Regions from separate parts of the Sus scrofa genome. Here region 1 is linked to region 2. Evidence: chromatin contacts called from public Hi-C data. All regions are on one chromosome and are shown on one strand. The core of a region is the stretch at or near the end of the contact, and the rest is flanking DNA. Distances in the headings are between cores, read along the strand shown. Region 1 overlaps AATF (protein AATF). Region 2 holds the start of AATF (protein AATF).

Evidence for each region. Hi-C and Micro-C count contacts between places; a contact is called where the count stands out from the background.
Region 1: a contact with region 2 is called in a Hi-C map of liver, with 7 times the contacts expected there. The contact joins the enhancer-like site here to the promoter of AATF in region 2. A contact is called at or near these places in 2 of 5 promoter capture datasets (fetal liver and liver), 4 of 47 Hi-C or Micro-C datasets (embryonic fibroblasts, fetal heart ventricle, liver and 1 more) and 1 of 2 datasets of contacts at active chromatin or transcription factors (alveolar macrophages).

What each region holds. Positions count from the first base shown.
Region 1 is chr12:38,549,063-38,555,367 of Sscrofa11.1, forward strand. The region is part of intron 11 of AATF (protein AATF); the gene reads left to right. Among named protein-coding and RNA genes, the nearest start is that of AATF, 90 kb to the left of the region's middle. Within about 2 kb of position 4,224, at least 6 of the 83 cell types and tissues checked have an H3K27ac peak or open chromatin away from gene starts, as enhancers often do. A contact at or near this core is called in fetal liver and liver, where this site is marked.
Region 2 is chr12:38,460,040-38,465,661 of Sscrofa11.1, forward strand. It overlaps AATF (protein AATF), which reads left to right and starts at 1,770. Exons shown (of 12, transcript XM_003131707.4): 1 at 1,770-2,014; 2 at 3,433-3,624. The coding sequence starts at 1,924.

The DNA.
Region 1 (6,305 bases), core at 2,974-5,473, 91 kb after region 2:
GTCCGGCTCGGAGCCCGGGGCTCAGGCCTTCCTCCTTCCCTAGCGGATAAGGACAGAGGGAACGTCCTCAAGTTCAAACCTGGCTCGTGGGCCAGAGTTTTCCTGCTGGATTGAAAAGAAATCACTGCCCTTGTTGCTTCTGTATTTCCTGATTCCCTGCAGTTCAGTCTTCTAGAATTTTGGAGAATTTGCCTTCTCAGATTGACGCCGAGTTCCAAGCAGGTTGTAGCAAGAGAAAAACACATTTTCTAGAAAGAGATTGTTGGTGCTGAACAGATAAATCTTTTCTCAAAATGGAGTTACTTGACTTTAGAAAGAAACTGCAGTCAAATCCTCATAATTTCTTCAAAGGATTGTGATTCCAGTTTTTCTCCCAAAGGGATATTTCACATTCATTACAGTGGGTATAAATGTTTCTCTTAAGGAATTATTATTTTTAATTTTTGTAGTCTATTATTATTGTCTTTTAAAATGCAGTTCTCTTATAGATACTCTATTAGTCACAGTGAAGTAACTTGTAAGAAAGTAGGCAACAGTTAATATTTGTCACCTGAATTCAGATTAGTCGTCCATCCATATTATTGATATCTTTCCCACAGCCATCGCTGGGCCGCCTGAGCAGCCTGGGTTGCTAAGCTTTGCGGATCATCCTAGCTTTTAAATGTGTTCCTTTGCTATGATTTATCCACCCTGAGTCTGATACCCTTTTTCTGATTGGTAGTGAAGTGACACTTACTGAGCATTTACTGTATGTCAGACACTGTACTAAACTCTTCATGTATATTTTCGTTCAATCCTTATAAGAAACCACTGAAGTGATTGATACCTTTACAATAAGAATACTGAGACATTGGTGTTCCTGTTGTGACTCAGCGGGTTAAAAACCTGACATAGTGTCCATGAGGATTCAGGTTCGACCCTTGGCCTCACTCAATGGGTTAAGAATCTGACATTGCTGGAGTTCCCATCGTAGCACAGTGGTTAACAATCTGACTGGGAACCATGAGGTTGCGGGTTTGATCCCTGGCCTTGCTCAGTGGGTTAAGGATCTGGCGTTGCCGTGAGCTGTGGTGTAGGTTGCAGACGCGGCTCGGGTCCCGCGTTGCTGTGGCTCTGGCGTAGGCCAGTGGCTACAGCTCCGATTAGACCCCTAGCCTGGGAACCTCCATATGCTGCGGGAAGCAGCCCTAGCAAAGGCAAAAAAAAAAAAAAAAAAAAAAAGAATCTGGCATTGCTGAGAGCTGAGGCGTAGGTTGTAGATGCAGCTTGGTGTTGCAGTGGCTGTGAGGTAGACCACAGCTGCAGCTCGGATTTGATCCCTAGCCTGGGAACTTCCATATGCTGCAGGGGCAGCCTGGGGAAAACAAATAAAAATAAAAATAAATAAAGAGTAGAGAGACATGGAACAATTTGTAACTTGCCCAAGATAAACAGCAAGTTTGTAGCAGAGCTAGTATATGCATCTGGGAATGCGCTCCTGACCCCTGCCATTGTTTCCAAGAAAGCAGCAGGCTTTCAGAAATATGTGGCAATAATGTACAAAGGGAAGCCCCCTCCACCCCCAACACGCATATACAGGGTCTTTCTCACCATTCAGAACTTGCTTGGGAGGGAGAAAACTTACTTGGATTAAAACAGTTTTTTCTTGTTATTATAGTAAAAATGCTTTTCACATTTTAGTGTGAATCACTGAATTTCCAGACCTGCTCTTTTTTTTTTTTTTTTTTTTTTTTGGTCTTTTGTCCTTTTAGGGCTGCACTTGCAGGATATGGAGGTTCCCAGGCTAGGGGTCTAATCAGAGCTGTAGCTGCCAGCCTACACCACAGCCACAGCAACGCCAGATCCAAGCCGTGTCTGTAACCTACACCACAGCTCATGGCAACACCGGGTCCTTAACCAAGGGAGTGAGGCCAGGGATCGAACCCACAACCTCATGGTTCCTAGTCAGATTCGTTAACCACTGAGCCAGAAGGGGAACTCCCCTTACTGCTTCTTTTTGGGCCTAGATTTATTTCACTTCCCACGTCCTCTGTTACACCACAGCCTCAGAACCACTAGTCTATCTAATTCGTTCCAGATGTCGTTGCCAGGTTACCCCTTCCTAAGAGAGCACTTAGAGCATGCTCTTCCTCGTTGCCCTCAGACTACTGGAACCTGCCACTCGAGGCCTGCAGGGACTTGTCGTCCTGCTGCCTTTCTTTCCTCATCACCTGGTTTGATGTGCAGGCCCTTTGTGCTGTCCCGTGGGCTAGGCGCCCCCCCTGCCATGTCCTGGGACACACTCCCTGCTCCTCCCGCTAGTGTCTCTTGCCCCTGCCCCTCCCACCTTATCTCCCTTACCCCACCTCCCCTATCCCATCTCCCCCTCCCTCCCCACCCCACCTCTCCTACACACTCCAGTGCTTTCCTGTCTTGGGGTTCCTAGTCCTTGGTTCATACCAGCCTTTCCAGGGAGACTCTGATGGTTCCCCATCCCCCACCGAGTAGGCTCTTTCATCCCTGCTTTATTTGTTCCTCTCTAAAAGTACTTATTACCGATCACCAACATACTTACTAGGGTTTTTTTTTTTTTTTTTGCTAAGAATGCTTAATTTATAAGTCAGAGTAGATTGTGTATGTTTACTATAATCCTGTATTTGGTATTATTGAGGTTTTGTGTTCATACATGTGGAATAATATATTTTGGTTCCAGTTGTATCTTGCCTTCCTTATTATATTGCATTTTTGTAGCACAGGTATCATTTGCAAAATAATTTATTTAAAGTCTTTTCTGGAATTTTCTTACGTGCAGTGGGTTCAGGATCCAGCATTGTCAATGCAGAATTCGATCCCTGGCCTGGGAACTTCACGTGCCATGGGTGCGGTCAAAAGAATAAAAGAATCAAGGAGTTTCCTGGTTGATGTCAGCCTCTTCTAAGCTAGAGAACGGACTCCAGATCCTCACCTGTTCTTCCCCAGCCCCCAGGCAGTGTGACCGCGAAGAAATCCTCTCTCTTCTTTATAAAGCGAAAATAGATAGTCCTTCCATCAGACTGCTCATTAGAGTCTTGAGAATGGAATGTTCTTTGTAATTTTTTATTTCTGAGTTGGACTGTTTTAATGATATCTTTACAGATAATTGATTAAACAAAACTTCGGTTTTCACATGCGTACATATTATGACATTGTCTGGTCTGCAACACAGACGTCCCCGTTTCTGTGCAGACCTGAGAAGAGCTGGCTGTAGGTCTTCTGTCTGAAATGCCTTTAAAGGCCTTCAGCTCATGAGTCTGTTACTTAATAAGAATTTGCTAGTAAGATTATTTTTGAAAACAGTCCTTTTCCAAAGCCTTCTTGCCTTTTACAAAAACCTCTGCAAGTCATCTAACTCCTTTAATTCACAGGTTTTCATGGACTTACAGTGGGTTACAGCTCTATAAACCCACCGTAAGTTGAAAATATCACAGGTTGAAAATGCATTTCATACACCTAGCCTTCTGCCATCCCGGCTGAACCCAGCCCACCTTAAACTGCTCAGAAGAGTTAGGCAGAACTGCAGCCAGCACAAAGCCTGTTGCATAATCAAGTGTTGAGTGTCGCATGTCGTTGATTGGATACTATCCTGAAAGTGAGCCACAGAAGGGTTGTCCGTGTGTCTCTTGCCCGCCTGCTCCGAGGTCACCTGGCTGCCTGGGAGCTGCCCCGTGTCAGTGGTGAGGATCTCGGGCACCTCGCCAGCCCAGGGAGAGGTCACAGTTCATAATTCTAAGTCCAGTTTCTCCTAAGTGCGCATTGCTTTTGTACTGTCATAAAGTCGAAAACTTTTGAGCCATGGTGAGCCGAGGACCGTCTACACTTCGCTCTGTCCCCACAGCACTTCGTATGCAGCCGTTTCCCCACCGGCTTTTGCCCCCATTCTCTGGGGACCCTGTCTCCACGCAGGGACGTTGTACCGCCTGATGGGCCAGCTCCGTGTTCCATTCTTCACTCTCAGCCACACAGGCAAAGCCGCAGAGACAGAGTCCAGCTTTGGGCCTTCTCGTTCCTAGTCCTTTACCTAGAGGATTTCTGAGGTCTTTTTACTTAGGATGAACCCTGGGACAGGCTCTTTCAAGAACACTCTTGTATTTCCACCATTTCCAAAGTGTGTATGTGGCAAACTTGGTGCTACTGTAGGTTCTCTCCTGCCCAGTAACCCTACTGGCTATGGTTTCCAGCGGCCCTTCTGCTCAGTACTGGTTACTGTGGAAACGTGGAGTATTTGGACAGGGCTCTGTGATGAGCAGTTCTAGTTTTAGGTCAGTTTCTTTGGACTGCTTTCAGGGTTTGGTTTAAGAAAGCAGTTCTGGAATGGCTCCTGCCTGTGCATTAACAAGGCATCGTAGTCCCTGGTTACCTTTGTTGTTTCTCGTGTTGGTATCAAGTGTCAAACCAAAAAGGGGTGTGGAGATAAAGGGCATCGCCTCATTGTACTTCGGGGAGTCGGGCACTCGTAAGGGGAAAAGCTGTTAGTGACGGCCCTGGAAGCGAGTCCTGCAGAGCCATCCCCACACCCTGTGTGTTTATCCTCTGTCTCCCTCTGGGGAGCAGGCCGCTTTATAAACATTAGCTCTTCTACCCTCTGGGCACCTCCACTTAAAAGGTAAATAAGACTGAAGGCTCTTTCTTCTCCAATATAGATGAGGAAACATTGGCCCAGAGAGGGAAATTACTTGGTCAGGGGCAGGGGAGGCCCCGGGGTGCTGGGCGTCCCGCAGTGGGCGGCCCTGACACGTAGAAGCTACTCCTGGCCCCTTCCCCTTTCTGCTTCTGGAGGCTGGTGGGGGTTGGGCCTTTTGTCTGGTGTGGAATGTGAAATGCTGCAAAGAGGAGCAATTGTTCTTCAATGCTTTGTGCTCCCTTATAAGAAAGAAGAAATCAATACACATTTTCTCCACCACGCACTTGGCAGCACTCGGCCTCCTCGTCCACCTCTCCATCCTGCAGGGGAGGCGCAGCCCTGCAACAAAACAGACTCACCAGCTTCCAGGGGCAGAAATGCAAACCACTCATTCTGCACTTAGCAGTCAGGCTTTTAAAAACCAGTCCTGTAACTGGTGGACGTCAGGGACCTCTGACTTCACTGTCTGGTTGGTGAACTGAGGCGGGTGGCTGGGGAGGTGCCCAGTTGCAGACATCTGGAAGCCGAGGGCCCCTGGTCACTGCTCCTGGGAAGGTGCCTAGCAGGTGTCTGGATAAAACTCCATTCCCCCCGCCCCCTGCCCCGTGCCCCCCCCCCCCCGTTTCTCTCTGATTTACAGAGGGGAGGGGGAAGGGCTTTGAAGGAAACCTTTAAAAATAAAGAAATTGACAGGTGTAGGGCATCAATTGGCATTTATCAATTAATGTAAGTAATCTGTCCAGACAAGAGCCCGATCTCAGGGTGATTTTATATTTTAATCAGACAGTGTGGTACTGATACCTGTAGCTTCCTGCCATTAAACAGGTAGGTGTGGGGCCTGAATGACAGAGAATTTGCTGCCATTAACAAAGGTAGTTTAGGTGAACAGCTTTACAGGGCCTGGTGGGGGTCAGTTTATTGGCTTGGAGGCTCCGCCTGGGCGAGGGTGCGGGCGTCCTTCCCACCGAGGAGATGGGCAGACCTGGGGCCAGGAGGAGTTGGCCAGGGGAGGCGTCCCGAGAGAAGAGGAGGGAGGAGGGCCGAGAGCAGAAGCCGGGGGCGGGGAGGGGGATGTGGAAGGAAGATGGGAAAGACCAAGAGGGTGGAGCCCAAACAATTCGAGGTGGTTGCACCTGGGGCGCGTGGGGGGGGGCCGACAGCACCTGCTCCGAGGGCCCCGAAGGGACCTTCGTGTCCTGCCAGTGTTAGTGGGGCTTTTGGTAAAGTCAGTCCTCCAGCTTTTCACTGGAAGTAACGCATGCTTTGCTGAAACTCTGTGGGTCGAAGACAAACGCGTTCATTAATTCTGTGTGTTTTGACCCCCTAAAAAGTAGCCGTTAAGCTGGAGCTGAGGGAAGCGTCATCCTCGGCCGCCCCCAGCCCTGGGCAGTCGGGCCGCAGTCCTGATAGGGCTACAAATGTAACTCAGTGTCAGCCTCCCCTCCGTGCAGTCGGAGGAAGTGATTCACGTCTAAGCAGTGAAGCATCCCCGGGCTTTTAACAGGAGCTGTTAGAGGGGCTGCTGTTTGAACAAGGAGCTTCATCTTCCTGAAGCCAGCAGTCACAAAGCCGTAAACACGGCACCGGCCAACTCTATTGCCAGGATCGTGGTGGCTTGACGTTAATATTAAACATCTCCAGCAAGGCAGGGAGAGCTCCACAGCCC
Region 2 (5,622 bases), core at 520-3,019:
AAAGGCTTCCCAAATCAGTGGGCACCAGGACAGAGACTGGAGGGTAGGGAAGCAGGCATTTTCTGCCCAGAATCATCCAGCAGTGCCCTGTTTGCATGACAGCTTAGAGGCTGTTTCTGCCCTGCCTCACCTCCCTCCTTCTTTTCTCCCTTTTCTTTACCCCAAGGCCAGGTTCCTGTATTAGCGTCCAAAATAGGGAGGGAAGAGGGCTGGGGGAAGTAGTTTCCTAAATCTGGGGTGAGGAAAACATTTTGGTCCTTTGAAGCCAAGGGTGATGGCTGTCCCAGCATGGTCATGCTTTTGCTCTGGAGGCCCCAGACGTGGGCACCAGGCTGCAATTACAAGGGATATGTTTGTTTGTTCCATTTTATTTGTTTAAGAGCTCTTTTCTGGACTGAATTCTATTGCAGATGGTAAAAATCCAAACCAAAACAAAACACTTTCCTTCACCCCAGTCCCCTGCCTAGGGTACCCCCCCATCCGAGCCTGGAATTCTTTCCCTTCCATGTCTGAGGGTGTCTACCCTGAGAGCCTTCCTTCCCCCCTGCAGCCTCCTAGACAGGGGACATAGGACAAGTGGTCTCTTCTTGCTCTCAACAATGGGGACCTATGAAGACTGGGGAAGTCAGGGACCTTCAGTTCCCTTGGGTTCCACAGGAGACACTGGAGAACGGAAGGTTTCCCAGGCGGTTCAGCTGTGGGATCCAATTAGCCTGAGCTTTTCCCAAGCAGGGCATAGGGTATCCCTAACCCTGTCTCCTGGATCCTTTTGAGGGAGTTTCTGTTTAGGGGCTTCTAGGTCCTTACAGGTGACCTCAAACAGATCCTGGAAAGACAGACCACTTTATACTTACCCTCATCAATCCTTTTTGCAGTTTCTGTTTACTTGTTTGGCCCCCTAGGCTGATCACCACCAGGAGAGAATCACTTACTCATCTCTATCTCATCTAACAGCGCCTGCCACATAGTGGGCAGTCAAGGAATGTTTGAAGAGGGAAAGAGGATGTGAAGGGATTTTATCTTTCCATGTGCTTGGCTACCGTTTCTTCTTTGGTCTTTATATTTGACTCTACCTGTGCCCCTTGAACTGTAGATCTGAGTTTTTCCGCTTTTGTGCGCCAGTTTCAAGCATCTGAGTGTGCCCTCATCTTTGAAGAACAGCAAGGATATTAATACCTTTTGGTGTGCACGAGTAATCTCCACTCCACCCCCATTTCCCTACCCAGACAAGGCTCCTCTGGAGAAGCTACAGAATCGACCTTTATTTATTCACAGCCATAGTGACTTCTATTATTCTTATTAATAAGGATGCAGCAGTCCACTGCACAGCTACGCAAGCCCATCCCTGAGGCAGGATTTCCAAGTCATGGCCACCGCGGGGTCAGGGGCGTGTGCCCGACCCCAAACTCCTCCAAATTATGAAATGCCAAACCTGCTTTTGATTCTAGTCTGTGCGTGCCCTAAAGCACGCGTGAAGCTCGAGGCGCTCACTCTTTACTCCTCCTCCCTAAATCAGCCACCAAGGGTCGCGGCTACACTATTCTTTACTTTTTAGCCAATCTCAGACAAATCTTCAAGCGTACTTTACTCAAAAAAAACACCGCGCATCGCAGTCTCGGCTCAGCGCCAGCGGCGGCCACGTGCTCTCGCTCGCTCCCGCTCGCTCCCGCGCTGCCCAACACGCCCCCTCGGCGCACGCGCACGCGCGTCAGCCTTCCGGGCGTTTCCGCTTTCATCCTAGCAACGCCCGTAGTGACGCACAAAGTCCCGCCCCCTCCCGCGAGTCTCCCGGAAGTTGCCGATCCGGAGCTGGGCGCCCGGCTCCGAGCGTCCCTGGCTGTGCTGGGGAGCAGTCTCCGGCAGGAGGACCCGGCAGGGAGAGGGCGACATTCACGAGCGCGGCGCGGGCGAGACCTGGTGACCATGGCGGGGCCGCAGCCTCTGGCGCTACAGCTGGAACAGTTGTTGAACCCGCGACCGCGCGAAGCGGATCCTGAAGCGGACCCGGAGGAGGGTGAGGCCTGACCGGGGCAAGACCACGTGCGGAGCTGTGTGTGGGCCGTGCCGGGTGCGGACCTGGGCGGCGTGTGAAGGGCCAGCTGCTGGGCCCCCGCCGCCAAGCCTTCTCTGTTTCCTCTTGCGCAGAGGAAAACTGCCTCCCAGAGAGTGTCCCCCGGGTCTGGGGAGGAGGGTTTCGGGATCCTGACGCTCACTCTAGACTTGGTGCTCCTGTGGGCGGAGCATCCGGAGGACTCAGGCTTCGGTTCACTGTTGGTGCAGGGCTGTAGCAGGGAGCCAGAGTCTGGTAGCAGGTTGGAAGTTATCTTTAAGGATGTCTTTAATGGCACTGCATTAGAAATGAGGAGAAGGAAGTCTCATTCCCCCCCCCCCTTTTTTTTCCAACTCTGCCTGCCCCTGAGAACTTACTTGGAGGATGAAGGAAGAAGTAGGCTTCTGTGGTGCCATTTAAGCCTTTTTAGTCCTCAACACACTTGCTTAGCTGCTGACGAATAAGGCTGCTGTTCTGTAAGATGAGGTTCAAGGTCTAATCCTGCTTTAGGCTTGAGTCAGAGAAGTGTGAGGAAGGGGGAATAAGGAGGGATAAATGTGAGTGCTGGACCGTGTCTTAGAAGTAAGCAGTTGAAGGAACTGGGGCTGTTTAGCTAGGATAAGCAAACTCCCTGAGGGATGGGCTGAAGTGAAGATAGAACATGATGATGGCCGACTTAAAATATTTGAGCGACAGTCACAGATGAAAGAGGAATTAGACCAGTTTTCTATGATCCAAAACATGGAAATAATCCTTCTAGTAGATGCAGAGAGTCAGCTTTTTGTTCTGGAACAGCAGCAGGAGAGTAAGTGGTCTGCCTTGGGAGGTAATGACTTTGCTGTTCTTGGAACTTGGCGGCTTTTTTTAAAGTGGCCACACCTGTGGCATATAGAAGTTCCTGGGCTAGAGGTCAAATGTGAGTTGCAGGCAAACACGCCACAGCCACGGCAACATTCGGCTGGGGCTGAATCTGCGATCTTTGCCTACCCCACCCCCCAGCTTTTGGTAAGGTCCTTAACCTGCTGAACCACAATGGAAACTCATGGTGGGGACTTTTTTTTTTCTTCTCTTTTTAGGGCCACACCTGTGGCATATGGAAGTTCCCAAGCTAGGGGTCAAATCGTAGTTTTAGCTGCCGGCCTACACTGCAGCTTGTGGCAATGCTGGATCCTTAAACCACGGAGCGAGGCCAGGGATTGAACCAGCATCCTCATGGGCTTCAGTTGGGTTTGTAACCTACGGAGACACGAGAACTCCCATGGTGGGGATTTTGTAGAGGACATTCAAGTATGAATTCAAAGCCTCGGCAGTGTTACCCAGTGTTACCGTTAAAGTTCCTTCTAATCTGAAGATTCTGATTACTTTCCTCCCCTTCCCCACAGCCACTGCTGCCAGAGTGATTGACAGGTTTGATGAAGGGGACGATGGGGAAGGCGATTTCCCCGTGGTGGGTACCATTAGAAAGCTGGCATCAGCCTCCTTCTTGGATACAGACAAGAGGTATTCTGGCAAGACCACCTCTAGAAAAGCTTGGAAGGAAGACCATTGGGAGCAGACTCTGCCAGGTTCATCTGGTGAGTAGACATTTGCTTTCTTTCCTAATTTATTAGGTTAAAATTTTTTTTAATGATCTCTGCAAAACTGGATGTCCTACCTATTATCTTAGGAGAAACCATTGGTTTGGCATTAGAAAGAGCCCTTCTAAGTACTTAATTTCACTTCATAAGGAATCTAAAATCTGGAGCTCTTAAATTGGTATACTTTTTTTTGTTTGTTTGTTTTTTGCCATGCCCGAGGCACATGGAAGTTCCTGGCCCAGGGATCAAACCTGCGTCACTGCAGTAACCTGAACTGCTGCAGCGACACCATCAGATCCTTAACCCACTGCACCACAGGGAACTCCTGAATTGCATTGTTTCTGATGAACATGCTGCTCATGAATTTTGACCCTTTTCCTTTGATTTTTCACTTTTTGCTCAGTCACTGTAATTTGTGACACTCATTTTTTGCCGTTGTAAAAATTTCATAGCGCTTTCCTGTTCTCTGCAAGAGTTAGGAGGATGTGAGCTTATAGTTTTAAGGATTGTGAGTTTCTTAGAGTGGAGGAAAGGGCCGGCTTTGGTGGTTATTGAGTGGATGCCATTTGTTTTCCTTTAGAGAGGTCAGAGGTACCATGTTGAGAATCCACAGATAATATAAAAGAAACAGTCATTCATGTTAGGATATCCATGATTTAGTCCTTGATACAGTTCTGGGGGCTCCCACATGATAAGCTTATTTCATATTCTTTGCTTAGAGACTGATAAACAGACCAATCCTGAGACCAATATACTATTTATTGAGCTCACCATGTATCAGGCACTGTGGCAACTCTTGAAGTTCTAAGAGCCTGGGGCGTGGTAACTTGTCAGAAAATATTATCACCATTATCATTATAGGTAACATCTCATTTAATCCTCCTCATAGCCCTGTGAGGTTGGTACTGTTTGTCTCCAAATAAGGAAATTGAGGGGATGTGAAATAGCTTGCTCAAGGTCAGATAGCTAGTAAGTGCAGGCCGGCCCTCAAGTAAGGCAGTCTGATTTTTTTTTTTTTTTTTTTTTTTGGTCTTTTTGTCTTTTTTAGGGCTGTACCTGCAGCATATGGAGGTTCCCAGACTAGGGGGCCAATTGGCACTGTAGCTGCTGGCTTACACCACAACCACAGCAACTCGGCATCCGAGCCTCATCTGTGACCTACACCACAGATCACGGCAATGCCAGATCCTTAACCCACTGAGTGAAGCCAGGGATCAAACCCACGTCCTCATGGATACTAGTCGGGTTCGTTAACTGCTGAGCCATGACAGGAACTCCCAGGCAGTCTGATTCTAAGAGCTGTACTTTTTTTTTTTATTTTAATGGCCACACCAGCATATGGAAGTTACCAGGCCAAGGACTGAATCCAAGCTGCAGCTGTGATCCACCCCACAGCTGTGGTAACGCTGGATCCTTTAACCCACTGCACCCAACTCAAGCAGCTGCAGTTGGAGTCTTAACCCAGTGAGCCACAGCGGGAACTCCTAAGATCTATACTTTTAACTACTACTCTATGAGAATATTCCTTTATCTGAGAAATGGCATGCATATAAAGAAAGCATTGTTTCTCTTCACTCTTTTGCATTTAGTTTCCGTATATTTGTGACAGCTTTCTCTGTCTTAAGTTTATATAGTGTTACTTAAAGAAATTAAAACCTGTCATGTTGTCATAAAATCTTGATTTTTCTGAAGAAAGTTGCTGGTGACAGGTCCCTGTACCTCATGATTATGCTTCCTGTACATGGGATCTCTATGTTCTGCTGTGGAAGCGTTTGGGTGATCCATAGAGACCTGTCAGTATCAGGATACCCTAAGTAGAAGTAAAATCGGGAGCCATAACTAAGATTCCATTTACCGAAGGATCAGGTTCAAACTCCTTCCCGTAGAGGACAGGTCCCCTCCTGATTGGGCTCCTCAGCCCATCTTTGGACTCACGTCCCACCATTCGGTACAGTGCAGTTTTGTGTGCTGACCTTGCACCTGCTGTTTTTCTTT